2 separate regions of the Zea mays genome follow, and region 2 is linked to region 1. Evidence: chromatin contacts called from public Hi-C data. All regions are on one chromosome and are shown on one strand. The core of a region is the stretch at or near the end of the contact, and the rest is flanking DNA. Distances in the headings are between cores, read along the strand shown. Region 1 holds the start of LOC109941441. Region 2 holds the start of LOC100193052.

Region 1 (6,655 bases), core at 2,562-5,061:
TGGGAGATCTTTCTTTGGAGCGCCTTTCTGTGTAGAAAACAACTGTTACAACTGAGGAAAAGAAATTGGATTCAATGAACAAAAATGAGAGGCAAAAACTGCTCCTAGAAAAGAAGAAGTTGAACCTAGAGAAATTAAGGCTGGAAAGGCAGAAACTAAAGGAGGACAAGGAAGAGGAGATCATGATCTTAAGCATGGATCTGAGCAAATGTAACCCTCTTCTCCGCAAGTACTATGAAGCCAAGCAACAAGAGATATTGGCTAGGGTTACTGGGTCAACTTCATCTACCCAGTGATGGTCAGTTAATGAATTTGTTTGTTAATCATTTCTGAATGAGGCATACTCGGACTTGTTTGTGTGAGGTTATTGTCATCAGACCCAAATCTGGTTTGTACCAGAATGTTTTAGTACTTGTTCGAACTATTTGTTTTCAACTATTTGTTTTGAACTATTTGTCATGGTTTGTACCAGAATGTTTTTACTATATGTTTTGAACTATTTGGTTTGAATAAGTGTGAGAATGCTGTACTTATTTGGTTTGCATGACAGTAGTACTTCATGTTATTGAATTGAAGGAGCAGTTACATGAGGCACTACGATAGACACTTTAGACAACAGCCAGTTCGACACTACAAGAAGATAAACTAACAAACTTGACACAAGAACAGACATGACACAACTTGTTTCATTGCTTCCTATGCAACTCCGGATCCAAGTCGCGCCTAGTGGTGGTGGATAAGATCAACCTGAAGCTGAGTGTATTTGTTGCGGTCTTTGAGTTGGTTGTACCTTTGAGTGACGAACTCGTTGCGCTCTTCCATTGAACCTTGACTTGTGTCAGCCACCACTCCGATGTTTTCAAAAGTTGTGTTCAAAGCCAATGGACCTTCGTCTTCTACTATCATGTTGTGCAATATTATGCAAGTTTTCATGATGTCCCCAATGTGTTCAGGACTCCAACCGTAAGCAGGGCCATGCACCACACCCCATCGCTTCTGGAGTACACCGAAAGCTCGTTCAATATCCTTTCGAGCAGACTCTTGAATTGTGGCAAAGTGTTGCGTTCTAACGTCGTACGGATTATGGATTGTCTTCACAAATGCGGGCCAGTCAGGGTAAACCCCGTCTGCTAGGTAATATCCCATATCGTACGTGTGACCATTCACAGTGAATGAAACATGAGGTGTGTCACCGCTCAGATGCCTTTGGAATAGGTTTGAACGGTGGAGAACGTTTATGTCGTTGCAGTTACCTGGCAGTCCAAAATATGCATGTCATATCCACAGGTCATACGACGCAACAGCTTCCAAGATCATGGTAGGATGTTTACCGCGCCCTGTAAACATGCCCTTCCATGAACTTGGGCAGTTACGCCACTCCCAATGCATGCAATCAACACTACCAAGCATACCAGGAAACCCACGTGACTCGCCAACTTGGAGAAGGCGTGCGATATCTTCTGCATTGGGTGCACGGAGATAGTATGGAGCAAACACGGTTTGGACGGCCGTGCAAAAGTGTTTCAATGCCTCATGAGCCGTGGATTCACCAATGCGTACGTATTCGTCAACGGCATCAGCCGGAATACTGTAAGCAAGGATTCGAACAGCAGCAACAACTTTCTGTAGAGCAAAAAGACCAATCTCACCCGCACAGTTTGGACGCTGAATAAAGTATGGATCCACTTGTTGCACAACATCAACAAGGCGCTCAAACACATGGCGACGCATACGAAACCTACCATAAAATTAATGTATCATAATAGGGGTCATGAAGTTATGTACATGGAAAAATGAATGTGGGCATTTGAAATACCTCCTATGAAATTGAGCATCCGTGTACACCGGTTGCGCTCCAAAGTAGTCCGCTCGGATTCTTGCATCGCCGCTCATGTGATCACGATAAATCCTAACACGCCCTGGAATGGAACCACCATGACGACGCTTGTTGCGTGCACGCCGCCTCCTATTGAGCATGTGCCTCGCTAACTCCAATTCTTCTTCTTCCTCTTCCATTTCTTCCATCAACCTAACAAGAAAATTCGATTCTAAGTACGGGTTCATTGTTGTGGAATTTGTAAAGGCAAGGTTGAGTGAAGTATGCAAGGCTCACTCGGTATTTATAAAGGAGGTACGCTTCGGAGAGAAGCCATCCGGTTGCCGTGCAGGGGAAGCAAGTCCATGGCTTCTCGAAGAAGAGTTCTGGCTTATGGTGGAAGCTTGTCAATTTGAAAACATATTTTCGTACTGATAAAATACTATGCGACGCTTTATCGACAACAGTTACACAGAACACAACAGGCAATGGTAATTAATATTGACAATTCGAATTTATTAATTTAAAAATTAATAAATACACTTTTTGACGCATCATTTCTGTAGCGTGAATTGGGAAGAAAACAAAGAAAACTGAAAAAGAAATGGAAAAAGAGAATCTGTTAACACTGTAGCTTTAGGGGACCGAATTTAGGGGACGCTGCTGGAGACTGAGAATATATAGAGGACAGAATCTTTTAGAGTGTTCTGTAAAGGACAAAGAATATTCTTTTAGGGGACGGAATTTAGGGGACGCTGCTGGAGACAGTCTTAGAGCAACTCCAACAAATACTGTAAACCAACCCGAAAAAAAACTTTTTCGCATTGGACTGTCATTTTCTCGCCTCCAACAGACTCCTAATCTTCTCCGTAATTTTACAGCGTCCCGCATCCACATCGACGCGTCCCGCATATATTGGTGAGGCAAACATTTCCCCAATCCACTCGAGCACGCGCATCCAGTAGCTTCCCGCGACTTCTTTCCCCTTCGTGCGCATCCAGTAGCTGGTGGTGGAAAGACGGGCAGCCGTGCAGATGGGACGACCTTTTGTGGAGGGCGGCGTCCAGGACGACCACGTTGACGCTTGCAACATCTGTCTCGACTCTCGAGGCCTTCACCTCCAGCGACCCCTCTGTGGTACAGGTACGTGCCCCTGCTGAGAGGAGACCAGCTGCAAGCACGAGTTCCACCTCCAGTGCATCCTCGAGTGCTGAGGAGTAGACTCGCTCAACCTACCTGACTGTGATTGCTTCTTATTGTTTCTGTTTCTCCGTGTTTGTTCTGTCGCTACGATCAGAGCTGAATGCGATGCACTGTGCAGCTGTTCTATCGATCAGTGCTGAACGCGATGTGCAGGCGTAAATCTGAATCTCTCGCAAGCTCTGCTCTTAATTGCCTGTTTACTTGTCTTGATACTACTTCTGACCATCGTGATTGATCCTAAAAGTGCCAGAGGAGCTCCTGTGCCCCATGTGTTAGCAGTCAATCAGCATGAAGGACCCTACCCTATGAAGTGCTGACATAGATTTGATGTTCATATTCAGAGTGGAAGCTTGCTTTTAGTGATGGCATTGGCGTGCATGCCAGTTGCTAGCTTATTTTTATGCATGATCGTGTGCTTAATTCCTGCATAGCATATATATGATGTCGCCGTTGTTTCTTTCATTCCATGTACCGTGAACATCATAATATATGCTAGTTGGCAACTTATTTTTATGATGCAGTCGGTTTCTACAAAGTATACGACTCCTACATTTCCACTCCTATGAACATCAGAATGTAATTTGAACGCGTCGCAAGCTTTGCTCTGAATCACCGGCTTGCTAGTCTTACATGTGCCAGAGGAGCTCCCAGAATCCCATGTTTTGGCAGGCAATTAGTATGAAGGACTCTTGACGGTGGGTAGAAGATAGTCCCATAATTGATGACGTGTCACAAGTTTAAAGTATTGGGGAGTAAATTATTATGGAACTGCTGTGCGAAGATAAGATTTTAGGGAAAAAGGTTTTTAGCGGAACCCCTAATACATAGTTTTTGGGAACAATTGTTTAGGAGACTGTTGGATTTGCTCTTAACCCTAGCTCGGTCTCAGCAAACCCACCCGTCTGTTCTCGTCGTGGCGGCCGCCCTGTCCCCATTCCCCAATCCCTGTCGCCGTGTCCCCAATCCGGCTCCGGCAATCCCACACCCAGCAGTCCAGCTCCAGCACCACCAGCGCCGCCCTGCCCCACGCGGCCACACCCAGGACCCAGCGGCCAGCACTACTGCCAGGCTGGCAGCGCGCGGAGGTCCAGCGCCAGCCGCCAGCACCAGGCTGCCAGGTCTCTAGTGACTCGATGTCAAGGTACTCAGCGTGCTGGCAGCCGATCTAGGTCTCTATGTGTCCTTTGAGTCTTCTCTCCATATAAATTCATCATAAAAGCTCAAGACCTAGATCGGCTTTTCCCCCTTGTTCAGCAAAGGCGTTTCGGGGTGTTCATCGTGGAACGATCGATCATGGCGGAGGGGGAGACATCGGCGGAGGAAAAGAGGAGGTGGACGGGGCCACCAGAGGCGCAGGAGTTGGAGGAGACAAAGAGGAGGCGGACGGGGCCACCAGAGGCGCAGGAGTTGGAGGAGCGCCTGGACTCTCTCAGGGACAAAATTGCGGCCGCAAGGCTTGTCGCTGGCAGCCGATTCGGCGAGGAGCAGCGACGGTCCTTGTTGCAGGAGTGGTTGCGCCTCGCATCTGCCAAGTTGGATCTGGATCTCTCAGGCATGAGCGAGTTCGACCGATCAGCAGAGGCGTTGCCTTGGTTGATGCCGCCGGAGGAGGCAGACAAGAGGACGACGCACACGCGGCAAGAGGCGCAGGAGTTGGAGGAGCGCATGACCTGTCTGCGGTTGCTATTCGAGGACGCAACAGATGACAGGATTCTCGCCAGAGAGGAGCTTGGAGCAGCAGCCGACGAGTTCCTGCTCCGCTTGACGACGCGCCGACAGGCCTTGACGCGCGAGTACTCGCGCCTCGCCAACCTGAAGAGGCCTCTAGATCTCTCCGGCATGACCGAGGCCGACCGGGCGGCGGAGGCGGAGAGGCTGAGGGAGGAGAAGCTGCAGAAGGCGCGTCAACTCCAGGACCAGGGGGACATGAGCGGCGCCCGCGAGTGTGAAGGTCTGGCACGCATCATCGACTTCGATGTCAAGCAGGGTGGCGAATACCTCAACAGTATCTGCTGTGTCGGCAACATCTACACCTTCGACCACACAGAGGAGTGTAAGTTCCTCAGGCAGTCACAGTAATTCTTAACTGACTCATGTTCTTGACTGCATGTCAGCATGTGTGATTTGTTCCTGCTTATTGGTTCCATTATACATATATCATTAGTTCATTACATGTGCTTCCTCACAGCGCCCGTTGGTCCGATGAGATTTACCAACAGACCCTGGCAAGACAAGATGTGTGTGAATTGTGCGTCGATAAACATCCTATCTGTCAAGATTGCATGCTCGGATATCGACTTCCCCATCCAAGTCTATGGCACCGTTGTTGCCAGGGACTGCATCGACTACAAGTGTGTTTACCTCTTCCGCCGAGATAATGACCATTGCCAACTCATCAGCTCTAATGTACGTACCTACAACTTCTTCCTTCCCTCCCTCCCTAATCGCATCATTCCTGTTATTTCAGGTTGCTAGCTAGCTCTCCTTTTTTTTCATATGTATGACTGTATGCAAAGGGAGAGGGAGGGAGGCTAAGATCTATATACTCTTGACCTGCAATTGATTTATACTAGTAACTTGCTCGCGCCTAGCGCGAGTCTTCGATCAATGCTGAACACATTTAAAAGCGTGTTGTTTTAGATATATGGAGCAAAGCATATGTGGATATATCTAAACAAACAATTGTCCACGGTAGTAGAACAATTAAGTCTACAAATGTAGCAGCATCAGCAATCTAGATGTCAACATTCTAAGTTTCAGATTAATGATCTTAAGGACAACATAATAGAGGCTGATAACTCTATTGTGTGTAATAGATGAATTTAAGGTTAATTTACTATTATTTACATCATGGCTAGCAAATATACAAATTAAAAGGTGCATATTTAGAAAAACAAACAGGAAATGTGTTAAGCATACATGTTTTCCTCGGAGTGATGACTTTTGGAAAGTGAAGTTGTGATGTCTCCATGCAATGGACCGATATGTGGAATCAGTAAAAAAAAAGGTTAAAATCCACATAAATCGGTGTACAATTAATAGAAAATGGGGAAAAGTACATGTGTTAGTTATCTATATCTTCTGCACTGAAATTAACATGGAGAATTAGGTAGGGCATAGATTGTTAATTGCTTGGTAATATCTATGAACAAAATTAATGGTGTCTTTAAGAAATGCATACGTATACAAGGACGACACATGAATAGCAGCTGCACAAAAATATAGTAAGGCTGCACTGACATTTAACACTTACCATGAAAGAAAGCAAAATCATGTAATCCTTCGTCAGCTCAAAGAGAAGCAATATTGAAGTCAATGGGAATGAATAGACTGAAGCTAGTGTAGCAGCCATTCTGACCTACAGAAAAATAGAGATAGTGCACATCATTACTTATCGCATCAGGAAAAGTGAGTTGCAAAGCAAACCAGAGCCTAGGCTTGTGGCAGTGCAACGACAACATTACCCTCAGTAAAGTTGAAATTATTAAATAAGCTACCGACGCCCTCCAAAACAGTTCCAGCAGCAGCTCCAATCATAAGACTTAGAGCATATAGCCTGTCTAAAAGGTCAGAGTCCTTGCAGAGGGCAATTGTAACTACCTTTGCAGCTGCTATTTGAGTTAGCTATCAGGTAGT
Region 2 (7,576 bases), core at 935-3,434, 140 kb before region 1:
CCGTGGCCGTGGCATCGGCCGGGCCTTCTGCCTCCGGAGCCACCAGCTGGGCGATGTTCTCCACAGCACATATCCTGCCGCTGGCCAGTCCGGCCGTCAGGTCCTCGACTTCCATTTTCACCACATCACGGCGGTTGCCAATATCAGCTGCATACCTGCTCGCGCAGTACACCCCGACGGCCATCACCGCCATCCCATAGATGTTCGTGGTAACCAAGCGGAATGGGGTCGAGACCACCGCGGCGAGAGGTCCACCGATGATGGAGATAGCCTGCCCGCTCTGCCCGACAACGCCCTGCTCAGCGACAAGAAGGCCAGTCTTGCAGTATATCGCGAAGTCCTCGCAGTTGCTCTTGAACAGGTTGTAGCACCTGAAACCGTTGCTCAGCAGGTATCTGGCGCGGCGAGCCACCGTGTCGTCAGGGTCAGAGGGAGCGAGCGTGCACGTCCCTCCTCGCGCTTTGGCGAGGAAGAGCGCCGGGTTGACTGCGTACTCGAAACGGTAGAGAGCACCCCCAGCTAGGAAGCAGCTGAGGCAGGAGGATACCACGCCGTTCGTCTCTGTGCTGCTGTCGCTGGTTTCGTCGGTGCACACCGGGCAAGGCGTGTTGCTTCGTTTTGGGGTGGAACTCACAAGAATAATATCGACGACAGTTCCTGTTCCGACCTCCTGTCCTCTTCCTCTTGTGAAATGGATCACCTTATCATCGCCCACATATATTCCTGCGAGAAACGTATGGTTACATCTGTAACAAATTTACTGTGAATGGCGCCTCAAATTGCATAGAACTGTGTCCATTAAAAACTCCTCAATGCATCACAATTCACAAGGTGGGTTCAGTGTTTAGGTCACTGTCTCAGTGACACAATGCGTGGGAGTGGCATATAACAGGTAAGGGGAACATTCATGGTACATAAGAAAATCCCCCCAACCCCCCAAAAAAAATACCTACAACGTTTCCTATTCCTACAAGGTTACCCAACGATATACAATCTGTAATAACAATTTCATTTTTCCCATGTAGCACCTGTCAAAAGGTGATCAAAGGCCAAAAACATCTATGCATACGGCAAAGTACTAAGGGCTGGTTTGGAGACAAAGGATTTAGAGGGATCCACGGGGGAGGAAATCTCTTGCTATTCAACAAGGTATTTCCTCTCCCATGGATCCCCTCCAAATCTCATCACCAAACCAGCCCTAAACGTTATTTGGAGGGATCCATGGGGGAGGAAATTTTTGGGAAATGATAAATAAAAAGAAGAGGAGGAAGGTAGGCAGTACGGAGGCATCTGAAGGCAAAAATTTCACAGGGATCAATTCAATTTCCACGGGATTAGGGGGATCTATCTAGTTCCAAATGGAACTTGTCTATTTTGTTTGGTCTGACATAGAACTCCTATTGAGTTTATACTTCAAACTCTGAAGATCGGTGCGACAGAGCATGCACAGCATTTAGTGGTGCTGGTGTTGATATCTAGAGAATCAATCCAACCCCCAAGAAGCTAACTAGATCTATATCCTAAAATCATTTTCAGTTCAGACTTCAAAGAAATCCCCTCCTAACCCAAAGCACCCGACATCGGCGATAAGAATAGGGATGAAAGCATATACTTATTTGGATATCAATTTTTTGGTCTTTTATCTTTGATTGCAAATAAATAGAATATAGAATCTGATATGCAAATCCGTATGCTTGTTTTTAGCATTGAGCTTATAAAATGTGATCCAAGTCCCCATTTAGCAAATTCGTAGCATAAAATTTAAACCAAGTCCCATTTCGCCAATTCATGAGCCCAAAACCTTGGCAATTTAATGTGATCCAATCGTCCAATCGAAGTTTAAATACAACGGAGTAAGCATATGCAAAAGCAATACAATACGAATCACCTCACCGTGATGCGCGTAGACCCACGCCGCCCTCCAGGAGTAGATATGATCCCCCGCCTTGAGGCTCTCCCTCCCAATCCTGTCCCAACACAAAGAAAAAATCACACAAAAGAAGGAAAAAAAATAACCGCCCCTGCAGAGATGTGAGACTAGCCAATACGGATGATTCTAGGAACAAATACCAGAGAAAGATTGGATCTGAGAGTTGACCTGTTTGAGAGGAGACCCATGGAGACGGGAGCCTGGAAGGGGGCGTGGTCGATGAGGCGATTTTGGGCCGGCGAGCAGAAGCACCGTAGAGGGACAGAGGAGAGGACAGGAACGGAAGCGAAGAGGGGGTGGCTTGCGCGTTTGAGTTAAGGACAAAATGGGGAAAGCCGGTGGCCGTAGGATGCACGAGACGCTGGTTTCACGCGGGCGTCACGCCCGTAACTGTAGCTGCCTTGCCTGTCAATGGATGGTTTTGGTTCGCTTGGGAATTGACAACGCACAAAAACAGGTGAGAGAAGGAAAGTCAAACTTCTAAATGGAGTTAGAATGATTAGACCCTGTTTGTTTACTGGTTATAGGAAGGGGATATACTTCCTCGGATTGACTTCGCTTTGCTGCCTAAATTGCCACACTTTATCTAACTTTTTGTTTAAGATTGATTTTTCAATTTAAAAAATTAATCTTAAGTAAAATGTGACACAGTTAGCCACGAATCAAATAGTAATTGACGTAGAAAGTGCAGCAAATATATGCAAGAATCCGATGCAATACGGCGAGGAAGACGTTGGACAAAAGGTTCAAATTACCACCGCACAGTAGCGAGAGACAACGGCGTCTACGTCAGCCCTTCTATATTTGACGTTCTTATTGACCATGATTGTCTCTTGAACATATATTGAATATAACGCCAATCCTATGGTCAAAAGTGATCTTAGTTTCATAAGAAGCATACACATGATTTAAAAAAACTAAAAAATCCGTTCCTTCCTCCAGGTCATTTCCGGAAAGATTACGATTCTTTGGCATCAACGTTGGGCCTTTTTTCCTGCCAGCGCATATATGCTTCATTCATGCACTGGAATTCACTGTCCCGGCATGCTGCAATTTGTAGTACCATCAGATGCCTAGGATGAACCTGATGGGAAAAAAAAACACATTCAAGTTCTGGTAGCGAGCATCACCCTTTGCTTGGACTAGTCAATCAAGATTTATCCCCTGGTTACATGGCCCTCTGTCACTCTCAAGCACCGCCTACCTTCTACTGCCGCCAAAAGCATCTCAGGGAAAAAAAAAAGATCGACTGTTTATCAAAAATAGGCTGACGAGATCCTGATTGCAGAAATTCAAGAGCAGCAGCAAACAATGTTCTTAATCTATCCTGTACAATGTTAGGCGTGAAACTGTCAATCAGATAATCTTAAACGGCCTGAAAACGTAGACGTGCAATGTTCTTCCCAATTCAATTGAAGATGTCCAGGAATGTGGAGTTTCCTGCAATTTGAACATTGAGGGCGCGAACATTATTTCCTCTAAATTTCCTTTAGGAAAGGAACCGATTCCTTCCAGTAGCTCTTTATCATGTCAACGACTTTCATAGTGTATTTATCATCCTCCGGATAATAAGCGATTGGGTCATCAAGCAGCGGGGCTTCCAGATCCAAAACTCCTTCCAGTGTAGCATGCAGACAATATGCCGAATAAGTGATGTGGTAACCCCCTTCCTGGACAACCAGTATTTGCCCATTGCAATGGCGATCAGCCAGGCGCCTCATTATTTGTCCAATTTTCCTGTAGCCTTCCATGGTCAAGCACTGTCTTCCATTGGGATCAAACTGCATAAGTCAAACATAATGTAATTATTGTTGGTCTTACAGGAGTCATAGAGTCTAAGAATTTTGTTTCTTTCTAAAAAAATGTTTGCGATTATCACCACCAACCAACAGGATTTTGATGGACAGTAAACAAAGACGAGAAAAATGTGAGATTAGGTGTCCTCAAGCAGAGCATCACATGACCAAAGAAATTCATTGTCAACTACTAAAATCTAAATGTAATGTTTGGATTCACTAGGATGTATATCAAAACTAAAATGTGGGTTATGTAGAAATATTTAACATGGATTCGCTTGGGTCAGTTTAATAATCACATAAAGATTTAAACAGAGAATCTTACTAACTTTTTATCAGAGTAAATAACCCTAAAAGAATCTTTATATAATAACTCAGGTTGGCAGCCTGTTCAGCTCTCTCCTTGTGATCAAACAATTGTGCACTCAGTATCAGTATCAGCAATGCGTGGAAGCATGATACTTGAAGTTAATGATGACGATGCATACAGGTTGCTCCCACTCCCAGACATTGACTCAAGAAATTTACAAAATATGGATCTGCCAATCCAGGCGTTGGTCTCAGCTGAGTGAATTAAGCTTGCACTAATTTCCTTTCTTTCATGTTGGTCTCAGGGAAAAGAAGAAAACAGAATAAGGGCATTATGAATAACTCCAACAAAATTTGCCAGAGTGAATGAGGCAGCAATGTTCCCTATTATATAAACAGAACCTAGCCAAATTTGAGCCTTCAAATAGAGACTGCAGTTGTTTATCACTTTTAGACTGCAGTTTGGGGCGCTCTGAGTAGCAGCGATCTCCTGCTACTTGGGCGCCAGTTTTAGCGTACCCTGCAGTTGGCACAGCAGCACCATGTCTCCAAAGATAACACCTGCACTACCTTGGTATAGAAGGGGTGAATAATTTTCTGGGACACGCGCAAATGTGCTTTGCCTCTCTGTCCTGCTTCACTGCAAGGACTATGTAAGTGTGTTGCACTCACCTACATGTCATTATATGTGCAATATCTAATGCTAATTTCCTGTTTAGCACGTTATTCCTCGAACAAGCAGTTATTATTGATCAAAGGCTGAATTGTAACTGCAGGTTTGAATGTGATTCTCGATGATGAATGGGTTCAGTGACATTCATGTATGGCAGCATAGGCTGATTTACTAGTGAATAAATCTGTTCAATGATCATTTATCACTGTTGAGCACTTTCTCATTGCAAAGTGATCTGTATACTTCATGATGTGTGTAATTGATCAACTGTGAACTAGTTGAGCTAAATTCTAGGATAAAATGGATGATACCATACTTGGTCAAGGATTCTAAAAGCCTTTTAAGCCTTGGATGGCCATTGGTTTAGCAACCCGTACTGAGAATCATTAGAGGATAATTCTGTAGCATTTTTTCTAGTTATATTTACCTGCTTATTGTGTCAATTGCCATGATGCTTGCTTATGACATTGTGAGTAGCATAAATCTATCCTAATGTGCTGATTAAATGTTCATCTTGTTTACTGCAACCTTATCGTGGTTCTTGTATGTCTTTTATTTGCTAAATCTGGGAATCAACTTTAGTTGCTAAAAATGTGCCTTATCGCACAACAGGTTGCACTTGACAAATCAAAATCACCAAAAGCACTTCTGGTAGCAAGGTAACACCCAGAAATATGACCTATTGGCTACTTGGTCCACGAATTTTAAGCACCACAATGGGAGCAAGTTAAACGGAGCCAACTGTTCTTCTTTCTCATATACCTTCCTCCTATTATTTTTCAAGGACAATCATATCCACTAACTAGAATGTAATCTTTAGTTAGCAAAATGGGCTATTAGAGTAATGAACTGACCGGACAAATACACAGAATTCTAAATAGATTAATGCACACAACATGTAATGTAGCAAGGAAAACAAGTGTGTGAACTAAACTTACCGCACTGGAATCTTGGCCGACCACAAGAAACAACAGTTGAGGCTGAAACTTATCAATCGATGGAACAACCAACTCGTTCATCGCATATTCATACCCAGCATCTCCACTTCCATTAGGCAAAGGTATATTGAGATTGTACCCAAGCCCCTTGCCCTCACCAATCTCATCGACGGAGCCACTCTGCGGATGCGATGGCCCCCAAGAACCATGCATCATGTGAAGAGACATCGTCAACACGGTGTCTGTCCGATAGAAGCCCTCCGCGGTGCCATTCCCGTAGTGCACATCAATATCCACAACGGCGACCTTTGCGCGCCCGGAATCCAGAGCCAGTTGCACAGCAAGTCCGGCATTGTTCAGAAAGCAGTAGCCATCGGCGTGGTCGGGCTGCGCGTGGTGGCCAGGGGGGCGAACCAACGCGTAGGCCAGGTTCCCCTGCCCGTCTAGTATGTGCTTCGCGGAGGAGAGCGTGGTCCCGGCCGCTAGAAGCGCCGCACCCCAGGAGCCCGGGTTCAAGAACGTGCCCTCACAGAGCTTCTTCTTGGCTCCGGTGGCGTTCGTCTGGACGAGCTCCTCTATGTATTCTTCAAACCACAAGAAGATTTTGGCCGGCGTCCGTTTACGAATATATTTTACAACGGAAACACCAGAAAAAAGAGACAGTTTGGTCAATCAAGATTCCAGAAAACGAAGTTAGTGAGGGGATTTCGGCTTTGGGAGTTGACCTGAGGAGTGGAAGGAGAGGAGCTCGGAGGCGTGGGCAGGGCGGCCCGAGTGCCAGGAGAGGAAGTGCGCGATGGGCCCGCGGCGGAGGATGGAGACCATGTTGCGGACGCGGTCGGCGTTCTCCGGGTGTTGGTCGAGCACATCCAGGAATCCGGGGTCGCGGCCCGAGTCGAACACGCCGCGGCCGGCGTCGTGGGCCAGCATGCCCTCGTCCCAGAACACCGCTAGCTTGTCTCCCAGACCAGGCGGTGGCGCCCCCGCCGGGGGCGGGGAGGATTCGGACGCCATCGGTGGGGGTCTGACTCAGCGTCCCAGGCTCCCAGCAAAATTGCAACCCCTTTTTTTTTTCTTTCTTTCGTGAGCGGATTCAGAGACAGTAATATAGGGATAAAAGTGGTAATCCAAACTGTTAGGACAAATTTAATATTTTAAAATAAATATGTATAAAATTTGATGTTAATCTTTTCCTATGTTATCAAACACATTAGTACAAATATAAATAAAATATTACATAAATTGTTTTATATGTTATTTGTCCCTACAACACAAATAGTTGAAAAAATTACCGAATTTGTTTCCGAATCCATACCGAAGTTTATATCTATTATTTAAGAAAATATAGGATGAATTTAAGGTTTATCTTTTATGAATCTTTACAAGCTGGATGTTAAAAATAAGAATACAAATTTGTATGGTAGATTCTATATTCTATTTATTCGTAATAAAAGAAAAAACGACTAAAAAACTTATTACCGAATAAATACCGTTTCCGACCGTTTTCATCCCTGTTGTAATGTACAAAATTGCAATTGGTGTTTGCATGGGCCAGAATGTGAGCCCATGGGCCCTTAACTTTGTGTTGCTCTCCTCGGGAGATGTATGTACATGTGGACCTTTGGTGGCTGTTCTAGCACTAGCAGTTCTGCTGTGGGTCCTTTGTTTGGAACTGAAATTCAAAATCTATAGCTATTTTTTAATCACAATAAGACACATCACATACATGTACGTACATTTAGTCCTATCACACTCTACACACAGTGGCTTACATACATGCATATATTCACTCATCTCAATGGCCATACAAAAAAAGACAGAAATTTTAGCTCTTTAATATTAAGATATATAAATTACCTGTTCAACTTTGCCAATTGCACTTTAGTTCTCAGAGAAAACATTTGCCCTTCAGTTCTAGGGTTGAGGCAAG

The links. A called contact is a pair of places that touch in the nucleus more often than the background predicts.
Region 2: a contact with region 1 is called in a Hi-C map of endosperm, with 2.2 times the contacts expected there. The contact joins the promoter of LOC100193052 here to the promoter of LOC109941441 in region 1. A contact is called at or near these places in 2 of 25 Hi-C or Micro-C datasets (endosperm and leaf).

The regions. Positions count from the first base shown.
Region 1 is chr8:101,418,174-101,424,828 of Zm-B73-REFERENCE-NAM-5.0, reverse strand. It overlaps LOC109941441, which reads left to right and starts at 3,811. Exons shown (of 4, transcript XM_020542403.3): 1 at 3,811-4,160; 2 at 4,274-5,072; 3 at 5,208-5,425. The coding sequence starts at 4,313.
Region 2 is chr8:101,556,299-101,563,874 of Zm-B73-REFERENCE-NAM-5.0, reverse strand. It overlaps LOC100193052, which reads right to left and starts at 2,184. Exons shown (of 3, transcript NM_001138220.1): 1 at 2,099-2,184; 2 at 1,894-1,967; 3 at 1-723. The coding sequence starts at 2,118. It overlaps LOC109461487, which reads right to left and starts at 6,719. Exons shown (of 3, transcript NM_001347996.1): 1 at 6,372-6,719; 2 at 5,647-6,230; 3 at 3,060-3,711. The coding sequence starts at 6,660. The coding sequence ends at 3,409.